Regions from separate parts of the Arachis hypogaea genome. Here region 2 is linked to region 1. The links are chromatin contacts, called in public Hi-C maps. All regions are on one chromosome and are shown on one strand. Each heading gives the region's core, a stretch centred on a gene start, on an enhancer-like site or on the middle of the called end of the contact. The rest is flanking DNA. Distances are from core to core; before and after follow the strand shown.

Region 1 (6,043 bases), core at 203-2,702:
TTGGTTTATGTCTTAAAATTATGAAGACATAGACACAAATACATAAGAGTACATAGACACAAGAAGACATTAATTTTGTATTCTGTTTGATAATTAAGACATGGACAGAACACACCATTCACAATTTTATTAAAAAGTCAATTTTACCCCATTCATTCCAGTATCACCATCACCACTTCTGGCTTTTCATACCCCTTCAAAATCATCACAATTTACCATGGCATCATCATCTTCAAGACCAATACAGATTTTTTCTAATTTTTGGTAATTCTTCATCCAAAATAAAATCAACCTCGTAAACATAAAGAATTTACCCAAAATTGCTAAAAATTAGCATAACAAACACAAATCTCTATCAATCCAAATACAGAATAAGTTATCACCTCATCCATGGCAAAGAACACCACAAATAAAATTTAATCCGAAATTTAATATTCATAAAATAAACAAAAATGCTTCAATAACATTCTAATTGAATAATACAAACATTCAAATATTTTATTAAAAAAGTTTTAAAACAAATACAAATTGAATATGAGAGTAGAATAAGGTAACAGAGTAAATGAAAAAAAAGAAAGAAGTGGAGAAGAATGAAAAGAAGATGAAAATGAGGAAAGATGAAAGGACAGGACCAAAAAAGAAAGAAGTGGAGAAGAATGAAAAGAAGATGAAGAGAAGAAGAACAAAATACGAATGGGGGAGAGCATCTTCATTGTTACACAGTCGTTGTTGATGCTGATCGAAGGGTGAGGCAGAGAGACTTTCTTATTTGCGGTGACGCCACCTGCAAGGAGAAAACAGAAGACAAACAGTGCCGCCAAAGAGAGGATGGAAGCGACGCCATTGAAACCCAAATCGGGCAATAACAATGGAGGCTGAGAGAGGAAACGAAGAATGGTTGAAGAAAAAAAAATTAGGTTGAAGGGATAAAATGGTAAAAATTTTCCGTGTCTCAACTTAAAAATAAGTGTCTCAGCTAATTGAAAAGACACAAAATACATGTTTTTTGTGGGTATCTCTGTGTCACCGTGTCTTTTTTAATTTGTGTCTCACGTGCCAAACAAAGAACACGTCCCACCGTGTCTCTGTCTTTGGCATACACAGACATCAACCAAACGGTGCCTTAACTATATCAATTTTTCACATCTATTTTGAAGTTAATTTCCATGTTGTCTATAAGTCTCACTTTCCCAAACCATGCTACAACACACAAGACAACAGGGCTGCCATTGATAAATTCCACTTTCTCCAAATTCTCTTTATCAACAATCTGCAGAAAAGATGCATATATCTAGTTAGCATGCATCTAAGTCAATGTCTTTTCACTATTCTCTATATTTCTTGGGACAAAAGTGTCTTTTCAATGTTCTTAATTGATTGTTTGGAAGCCACAGTGTACACTACCCCCAAAGAAACTTTGGCATTACGATAGTGGTTGGGCAATGTATGGACAGAGACAGAGATAGTGAAGACCCCCAGAAAAAAACAATTTTTGTATCCTATTTAGTATTTGGTAGTAGTGAGGGACAGCGAAAGAAAACAAAAGAGACTTTTGCAACAGTGTCCAATGTCTCTATTTTAGAAGATACAGAAAATAATAGACTATTTTAAAACAGCAAGGCAAAATCCCAAAAGTTGAAATGTGATTACACCAACGGCATGACTCTAGAAAATTGATGATGGATCTTGCTGCTAACTGAAATAGGTGCATAAAAAACAGCATTTTGAGTTGCATAGGTATTCTTTCAGTTTGCGTTACTCCCTCTATATATGTGTACCGCAAAGACAATTTTGTTCCACTACATGCATATGAGAAATATATAATCCAAGTATGAAATGTCTCAAAAAGTTATTTATATTCAAAATTTGTCCAACATTGTTATTTATAATAATATTTATAACCATAATCATGTTAAATCGTCCAATGAACTCCCAGGACCACCCATAGAAAGAATAAGGACAACAGCAATAAAAGCAAATCCAATTTCCCTGACCAATTATACAACTTGGATATCTTTAGCAATAATCATATTGCACATCACTTGTAAATATCTAATAATATATTAACCGAGACTGAATGTTTTTGAAGTTGAATATGTAATTAAACTATAGAGAGATCTCATTAAATAATCCAAATTAATTGAACACAAGAACTCACCTCAGCATAATCAATCTGTCGACCAGCCTTAGTAAGTAATACATTGGACCACTAAGTTTCTCAACTTCTCACAATGCACCTGACCATCTGCTGCTGCTGATTTAGCTTTTAACAAAGATTTATTTATGGATAGTGCCTGCAACAGATGGAACGGGAAAAAAAGTTTTGTTAGTTTTAGTTATAAAGACTTTATAGGCTCAGCGTTACAATTATCATTACTATCATAACAAGTGCTTCATATTAAATACCATGACTACTATGAACTAATTAAAATATACATATCTGAATAAAATAAAATCATAGATTTTGCCTGTCTTTCGTAGAAAGGCGCACATTACGCGAACTCATTGCCAAGCCATCATTCTCACGTGTGATTTCAGAACCAACAATTTTAATGTTAAAATCATGTCCCTTGACCATTTCCTCATCACGTCCTTGTTAGAGATCACCAGTGGCTCTTTGGATGCCATTCAGATGGCTGTTTGGAATTGCTAATTATCTCAGTTAAGCGGAACTGCTCTGCTAGCTGGAACTCCAGCTCCCTAGTGGGCGTCACCACCAACGCGAACACACCGAACGGGTGCTCCGACAGGCGGTAGAGGATCGGGAGGGCGAAAGCGGCGGTCTTACCGCTGCCAGTTTCATCGATGCCGAGCACGTGGCGGCCCTCCAGCACTCGCGGGATGCAGCGAGACTGAACACGCGGGGACGCTTCAAACAGGACAAGAGAGCAAACATTGGTGAACAAGGGGATCGAGAGCCCTCGAGAACGACGAACCATGAAGCTAGCTGAGCATATCCCCTTTCAAAGGTTTGAATCATTGCGTCTTCTGTCAACTTGTGGAATAATGTCATTGCGACATTTGTATTTTGCTCTAGAACTCTTGTCCATAAGAAATTTTTGCTTTCAATAAGTTCCCAACCAACTTTCCTCATATACGCGTGGTTTAGGTCCTTTGCATGTCGTAGTCCTAGACTTCCCAACTATTTTGCTTTAGTTAAGGTGTTCCAATTCAGCAAATGCATTTTTTTTGTGTAGTCTGTCTCGCCGGGTCAATAGCATTACAAGTAGATATAGGTAATATAGCAGATTGCATAGTATATGTAGGAATAGAAGATAGAGTTGGTTTTACTAGAGTAGTTTTCCATGCGAGAGAAATGGAAGACGCTGTTGAGCCTTGCATTTAGCTTGCTTTCGATATCTTTGTATATATTTTTGGTGACCCTAAAATGTATGATAATAATGTGAAAACATAATAATGAACGAGTTTCGTTAGAATAGCAGAGAGCCAATTAATTAAAAATAGATTTATTATCAAAAAAATATTTTTTTAAAAAGTTAAATATAAAGAGACTATGTCATTTAAATTATTGGTTGTTAGTAAAAAATTTTTTTATAATTTTAATTTTTAAAATTTTAAAATTTAAAATTTAAAATTAAAAAAATTAGTTTAAATTAACTTATATTATAATTGATTTTCTAAACTTTTTCATAATGAACAAAAACTGAAAATTGCCTCTCCAAAAGAAAGAAATAAAAAATAAATAAAAAATTGATCCACCTTTCACCAAAAATTAATTTAAGAAAGGACAAAAAATGGTATTATTCAATAATATTGTATTATGATATATTATACAAAAATGTGAATCTACAAATAAACAAACCTACAAAATGTAACCTGTGTTTGATAATAAAAAACTGCAAAATGCAATTGTACTTGACATTTAAAAAAAAGAAAAAGAAAAAAATAGCTCCAAAATACAACCTACATTCTACATGTGGGTCGTTATATGGCCGAAACGTAGTCCGTTTGATAAAAAAAAAAAAAAACAAGTTATAATAGCAGATACGAAAAATAAAGTATAACCTGCATTTTGCATGTGCATACTCTACAAGTAAATGCATGTGTAACACGTGTTTCTGAGTTGAATGTTTGACTTGGTTTTTATATTGTGCTTGGTTTTTATATTGTGCCGGAGCTGCATTCTAAATATGTTAATGAGACATACATCACATCAATCTGTAAAATTTTTAATCCTATTGAAATTGATGCATCTATGATACCATTATAGAATAAAAAATAGGATAAATTATTAGTTATAATTGAGTAAAACTAAAATTAAAATAATTTCACTCATAAAAATATACATTAATTTAATATTTATTAAAATATTTAATTATTTTTTAAATTTTTATAATTTTATTAAATTTATAATTAAGTTATTATAATTTTTTAATTAAATTTTTATATTATTTTTAATTTTATAATTAAATTTTTGCTAATATAAAAATATTAGAATTATAATAGAATAATTTTTTAAAAAAGTAAAAATATCTATAATTAAAAATTTAATTATGTTTTTGAACACATATTTTAAAAAAAAATATTCTATTAATTTTTATATTTTTGACACAAAAATTATAAAAGAAATAATTAGTATTACATAAATTAATAAATCTTTCCTAAATAATATATTTTAATAAATAAAATATTTAATTTATTTATTTAAAAAAGTGTTCCAGAATTTGTATTATTATGATACACTATTATTTTAATTAAAAAATAAAATTCATTAAAAGTTATATTAATATAATAAAATTATTAAAATAATATAATAAATAATTTTTTATTAAAAACTTTCTGCATATAGACGTGATAGTTAGCTTTTTCTTAGACATATTTTAAAATTTGAGATTTCTTTGTTATAATTTCATATTTTTTTCGTTTAAAAATAATTGGTCTTAGATTAAAAATTTTACTGACTGACATGATGTATGTCTCACTGACTTGTTTAAAATATTTTTTAATTTAATTTTTTTATTATTTTTTATTTTAAAAAAAATTGTCTTCAATCTTTAGTGACTAACATGTAAGATCAGTATATCATGTTTGTTTTTAGGAAAAGTACCATAAAACTTTACTTTTGAAATTAAACAAGAGAGAGAAACTTCGTGAATAAGAGATTAAACAACCGTATTCATCAACTTTACCTATATTTATTTTTTGAGAAAATTTTACTCTCTTTACGAGATGCTAAAATGACACTCCTTTTTCTTTTATTTATAGAAAAAAAATTCTATGATACTTACACTCAAAATCATCATGTGATGCTGATAATACGTGGTACATTATAAGATTGTCATATGTGTGAAAATTGTGCTACTTCTAGTAAGCCGTTTATAGCGGCAATGTGATGAAAGGCCAGGAAATCCTGTTTTCGTTATTTTGATGGTAATTAATTAAGTATAATTAATTGTTGTCTAATAAAAGTGGATTGAGCTGTAAAAAATACCGTACGAATTGGGACTTGTTTTTTGATGGGAGATACATTAGATAATTTGCATAAAATTATAAGTTGGCCTTTGAATTACCATGATGACCAAGAAAAAAAACTTAACATAGTACTAATATAATGGGTAATAGATTCTCTAAAATCCTTTTTCTTTAATTCTTAATATATATGTTTAATTATTTCTTATTATGTGAGTATCCAACCGAAAACTATATAACAATAATATTAATATAGAGATTGTTATTATCATGGAAAGAGATCAAGTAACATAGTTACTAAGAAGACATGGTTACTAAATTTTTATTATGAGTTGACAAAAGTTAACCACAAAAATTTAACATTTTCACATTTGAACATTCTTAATGCATGGATATACTTATAAAAACTTTTTTTTGCAGTGAATGAAATAGTCGAACACTTTATTATTGCAACAGGTTGAAAAGGAAGTCAATGTGATTGGGGTCACACACCACAACATATGTTAACCTTAATGTTCGTAACTTTAAATCCCTGTTTTGTGTATAATCCATCATATTTTTTTTAGTTTTATGCATGGAGGATATTTATTTGTAGGATTATGTTAAGTGTATA
Region 2 (5,781 bases), core at 1,943-4,442, 61 kb after region 1:
GATATATAAATGATCACCAGAACAAACGTGTATAACATTAAAAAGCCTAGATTCACAAAATACCTCACCTAGATAGTCCAACACAGCTGATTTATTATCCTCCCAAGGGAGTAAGTCAGACACAGAAACTAAACCACCCTTATCCACCATTTCAATCAGAAACGATATTATACACTCATTCCGAGCAGAGATAAGCTCAGGGCTTAGTATATGATTAGGTTGACAACACCAGTACATGGGGAATTTCTCCCCTAAGTTCTCATCAAGATAAAAAGGGAACTCCTCATCTACCGACTTCACTTTTTTTAAAATCTTTAAAGGATGACTTATAGAGTTTAAAAACAGAAAAACCTGGAGTGCTATTCAGATTTATCCACAACCCTTTCCAGACCCCCTTGGCTTGAAAAAGCGAAAAGAATAATTCTAAGTCTGTCTCCACTTCAAGAAATTCTATCAGAATTTCAAAGCATTTGATAAAGGCCCAGCCATTAGGATGGATTTGAGAAGGGGCACAGTTCATCTGTGTCATCACATCACACTCAAAACTGGAAAATGGAAGCTTAACACGCAACTCTTTCAAAACGCAACTGTACATATAAAAACTCTCAAAATCTTTCCTTCTATGGAAGACCCGATCGGACCGGTTGCATGGCAACAACTCCAGATGAAACCCTAGTTTCACTATCCTAAACAAACTCACTCTGCTCACACTATCCATATCTGAAAATAGGGAAGCCCGTATCTGAACGTCACTGTCCACCCAGTCGTAAGACTCACTATTTTCAACCTTAGGTAACACTTTCTTCTTTCTATCACTCATTTTCGCAACCAAAATGAACAAAGCTACCTCTGATAGTAAGAAAAGAAGAAGAATTTCACTAACCTCTAGTACTCGTTCTCCTTAAAGGCTTCTGTAGATATCTCCCACTGCAACGAAATAAAAATGCCAAGTTTCCTTGCCATCCATTTAATCTAATCTTTCAGTTCCGCAGTTGAATATCCACCGTTCATAATCAGCCACTTTCAACGGTTGATACAATACATTGGAAATAGCGCACTGTTATTAAAACAATAAATAAACCGCGCCATGGAAAACCACAAACATTAAATCCCACTAAACCTTCCATCTCCTATGCCTTTTCGTATGTAACAAGAAGGACTTAAATGAGCCACGTTAAACTGGGGGCTCCATATGCCGAACTATAACTCGTTAATGGCCATTTAAAAGCTTAACCTGTCTCTTTTAAGTCAGGCCAAGCTTGGGGGCTGTGATATGACCAGTAAACATCGGTTACGAGTTATAGCTCAGAAACGCATGGTCCTCAATCATAACCGACCTTTCTTAAAAAGCAGCATTAACTTCTAAACTGATAACGTCAGATATGTGATTAAACCTCTCCTCAGGCATTACAATAATCAACCTCGCCCGCATAGATATAAAGGGACGAGGAGATAATCAAAGGTAAGATCATCTTTCCATGAAAAATAGCTTTCACAGACATACATCCTTTTGCTAACTTAAACATCGGAGTACCTTTGCAGGTACTCACCCCCCCTGTTCGGGTCAACTGACGTATACCATATTTCGCTGGGAAGGATCGCCGACTTTCGTCAAGAACCGAGTTATATCTTTACCTACTCAGGCAAGAACAATTATGTTCCTATTATTTGAGCCACCTTGTGAGTTTTCGTTGAGTCGAGCTTGAACTTACGAAATAAGCTCAATTATTAATGAGTTGAGCCGTGAGCCAAGCTTAATTTTCGTGAGTCGAGCTTGAGTTTGGTCTAACTCGACTCAACTCAACTCACTTCCAGCCCTAACTTAAAGGTTGCGGGTTCGAGTCTCCCTATTTTTGGTTTAAAAAAATTATTAATTATGAGATTTATCTATTATGTGTTCTAAGAGAACATGTTAAGTTTACAAATTAAAAAAATTTTCGTTAAAAATATAAAAAATTTAAATTTTTAATATATTTATTAAATAAAAATATTTAAAATTTTTTACTAATAATAAATTTATCATGTATCCTTATGGTACATAGTAGTTAAACTCTTAATTATATAGTAAAAACATACAATAATTTTATTATATATTATTTTACTTTATACCCATTTATGTTTAAATTAATTATTTTTTATCATGCATAATTATTATATAAATATAAATGCTACTAAATGTACAAATAAAAAATATCAAATATATGATATTTATTAATTTTTTTTCAATAAATACATATAATATATAAGAATATAATAGAAATAAACTACTTAGTTAGTTATTCAAATTAAAAATAGTTATTTTAATATAAAAATAAAATTAAAAAATTATTATAAAAAACTAAAAATTTATATAATTATTTAATAATAATCAGATTAACTGGTTCAACTAATAATCTAACAATTGAACTTTAAGGATCCAATGATTGAGTATTCTCATTGAGTGAATTATCGGTACGATTTTAATATCTATAATTTTAAATGTGGTTCTTATTTTTAAGTGTTTCAATATATTTTTTTTGAGTTAATAGTCAAATTAGTTTCTGAAAGATAAAATATTCTTTAAATTTGTCTCTGAATGATTTTTTCAATCAAATTGATCATTTAAAGATTACAAATTAATCATGTCTATCCTTCAGTTATTCCACTCATAATTTTCATCAACGATTGATAATGTGAAATGTTAAACTGATAGCATACATGACACATAACATGTTCAATTAGACGATGACTAAATATGTTTACAAAAATCTATCAAATTAGTCACTTGGTCATATTAGGAATAAGATTTTTGTAATTGAGAAAAATAACTAAATCAATAAATTTTCATAAACATATTTAGTCAATATTCAATTAGACCTATCACATATTATATATGTTATCAATTGACGTTTTATAACATCAATTTTTAAAGAAAGTTGTTAATGGAGTGACTGAAGGACAAATATGATTAATTCACAATCTTTAAATGACTAATTTGATTGAAAAAAAATTTTAAGACTGAATTTTAAAAAATATCTTATCTTTCAGGAATAATTTGATTATCAACTCATTTTTTCTAGTTAAGTTTTGAATGTTTGTTATCTTGATTCCTAAAAGTTTATCTTCTTTTAAATTGGACATTGCCTCTCTGCAAGAATTAATATATTTTGATTTGTCGCAATAAGAAGAGAAAAAGCAAATAACCGTTGGATAATGGATGCGGATGGCAGAGATGTTGAAAATGGTATTGAGATTTCCTCAGTGGAACAAGATGCTGAGGAGGCAATATTGGAAGAGATGGCTTGTGCTACCCGACTGTTAGGGGTTGGGCTGCCAATAGTGCAAGCAAATATTCTCAGTCCAAGTGGCATATCCAAGATCCAAAAGGTCCCTGCTTTGTTGCGTCAAAATCCCAACTTTGCTAGCTTCTGTTCACCCGAAATGATGTCATTTGGTCCCATGCATCACCATCGGCAGAATGGTGATCTCCAACTGGGACAACAATTCAAATACCTTTGGGCGTTCCGTTATATTACGCAATTCGCATGCAGTCGAGGTAGACAAGTTGAAGATTCAAAAAGGTTTCTCTATGAAACTGTAACACAACACATACAGCTGTTAAGAGATATGTTCAGTGAGGACGTGACTAAAGGGTACAACGATAAGGAACTAGCACAGATGTTGTTTGTGGATGGATGTGCTTTGCTCTATTTCATGAAAAACGTTGATGATTCAGAACTGGTGATGCTAAAGTTTGACCAGTTGTGGTGTATATGGAAAGATATTATCTTGTTGGAAAACCAACTTCCAGCAAAATTGTTGTACTTACTGATCGGTGATTCTCCAGTTCGGTTGGAAACATTTTTGTTAAGTTTTCTATTCCGCGGCCTACCAAAGCATCCACAAGATTTAGCCACCTTTTTTTGAAGACGAGATGATGATAGTGAAGTACCAACTCATATACTGGACTGTATTCGCTCATATTACTCTTATAAAGGTAGTCAATCCCGAGAAGAGGTAAAGGTACGGTTCCTGTGGTGTCCTGGAATTTGTGTGCGTATTGTTATTTCATCAATAGAAAAGGTATTTCCAGGACCATTCCTTAAAATAAAAAATAAAATTGAATCTCTCTTCCCAAAGATTTATTGGAATAGCTATAAGAACATAGGGGATCTTAAAAAAGCGGGTATTCAAGTGAAAGTAAGCCAAACTGATGAATGGAAATGGCTTGACATTTCTTTCACCTCCAACTTGTTTAGAGGACACTTGATGCTTCCACGGATTGTGATTAATGACCTCACACGTTATCTCTATCACAACTTGATTGCATACGAGATGTGTCCGGATTTTCGTCACGGTTTCGAATTTTACTCTTTCTTTTCTTTGATGGATTCCTTCATTGATGACGCTGAGGATGTAAAAGAGCTCAGAGAAGCTGGTGTCCTAGAAAACTCCCTTGGAAATGATGAAGAAGTGGCCAAATTCTTCAATGAACTAGGCCATGTATTGCTAAACAAGATCTCAACTACAATAATAAATATGCTGAAATCAAGTGGCAAATCCAAAAGCATTGCGTAAACAAATGGAAGACTTGGTGGGCTCAATTATACAACACTTACTTCAATACCCCATGGTCTTACATTACCTTTTTTGCTGTTGTGTTTGCATTGGTTCTTGCTTTTCTTCAAACATTCTATACCTTAAATCCTACTAAGTGAAATTCGTATTAGTCTGATTAAGTATGTATATTGGTCAGTACTAAGTATTAAGGTCAAAATAAAGTGACATCCTCTCCACAATAAGTAAGGTTTGCACCGAACTATTGTGGTAGAAAAAGAAGAAGAAAAATTTTGTTGTGATGTACATTTTTTTCCTTTTTTCTTGTCTTTTTTGTTTTGCATGGTATGTTGTAAACTTGTAGTGCTATGGTGCTATTGAAGTATTGATTCGATCAAGTTATTTAAATAATCAGATTAAATTTGTATAATAAGTTTTTCTTTTTAATTATTCACAACTCTTATTAAACTTTTCTCAAATTTAAAATTCAAAATGTGATGATTTGAATATATCAATTCAACGAGATCAAAATGGCACTGTTATTTTTTCCTTTTTTTTCCCTCTTCGTTGATGTTCTTCTCCTTTCTTCTTTGTTTTTTTTCTTTCTTTTAAATACCAATACTCTCTTTCTCTCTCTATCTCTCTCTCTCTCTCATGTGGTTTATAGCCACTTCTTTTCTTTTTTTTTTAAGTGACAATTAGATTTTCGAAGATTTTGATTTTGGACTAATTAGTTCTTGAAGAAAAAAAGTATATAATTAGGTCTTTGAGGATAATAAATGGTGGACATGTATGTCCTTCCGTCAACGGATAATACGAAATGAAACAGAGTTCTTCATGCATGTATTTCATTATTTACAGTGGTGACGTCGGGACGTCGCTTGGGTCACCAATTTTGGCGAGGTTAACAACCCCACTATGGTGAAAATAGCTAAGAACCCACCTTGGTTGGCTAAGCCAAGGATGCACCTCTTACTCTCAAAGAGCCTAGAGGAAAATAAGCACACAGCTTAAATATATAACTCAATCAATTCAATTCATAAACAAAAGGGGTACATACGCATATTTATACTAGTAGAAAAAGGGGAACTTTCATGACTCGGACGATGTAGGACTAACTCATAACACAATATAATAATATATGCTAAACTAGACTACTTTAATTAACGACACAAACATAAAGATACAACTCTCGCATCATTCTCCCTGGGTTGGAAAGGGCTCCTGCATTATCCTCCCTGGGTT

The links. Hi-C and Micro-C count contacts between places; a contact is called where the count stands out from the background.
Region 2: a Hi-C map of leaf shows a contact between it and region 1, with 2.4 times the contacts expected there. The contact joins the promoter of LOC140176557 here to the enhancer-like site in region 1. A contact is called at or near these places in 2 of 8 Hi-C or Micro-C datasets (both in leaf).

The regions. Positions count from the first base shown.
Region 1 is chr2:12,127,844-12,133,886 of arahy.Tifrunner.gnm2.J5K5, forward strand. No RefSeq gene overlaps it. Among protein-coding and RNA genes, the nearest start is that of LOC112737817, 28 kb to the right of the region's middle. Within about 2 kb of position 1,453, at least 2 of the 3 cell types and tissues checked have open chromatin away from gene starts, as enhancers often do.
Region 2 is chr2:12,187,260-12,193,040 of arahy.Tifrunner.gnm2.J5K5, forward strand. It overlaps LOC140176557, which reads left to right and starts at 3,193. Exons shown (of 2, transcript XM_072208081.1): 1 at 3,193-3,830; 2 at 4,134-4,557. The coding sequence starts at 3,193. The coding sequence ends at 4,557.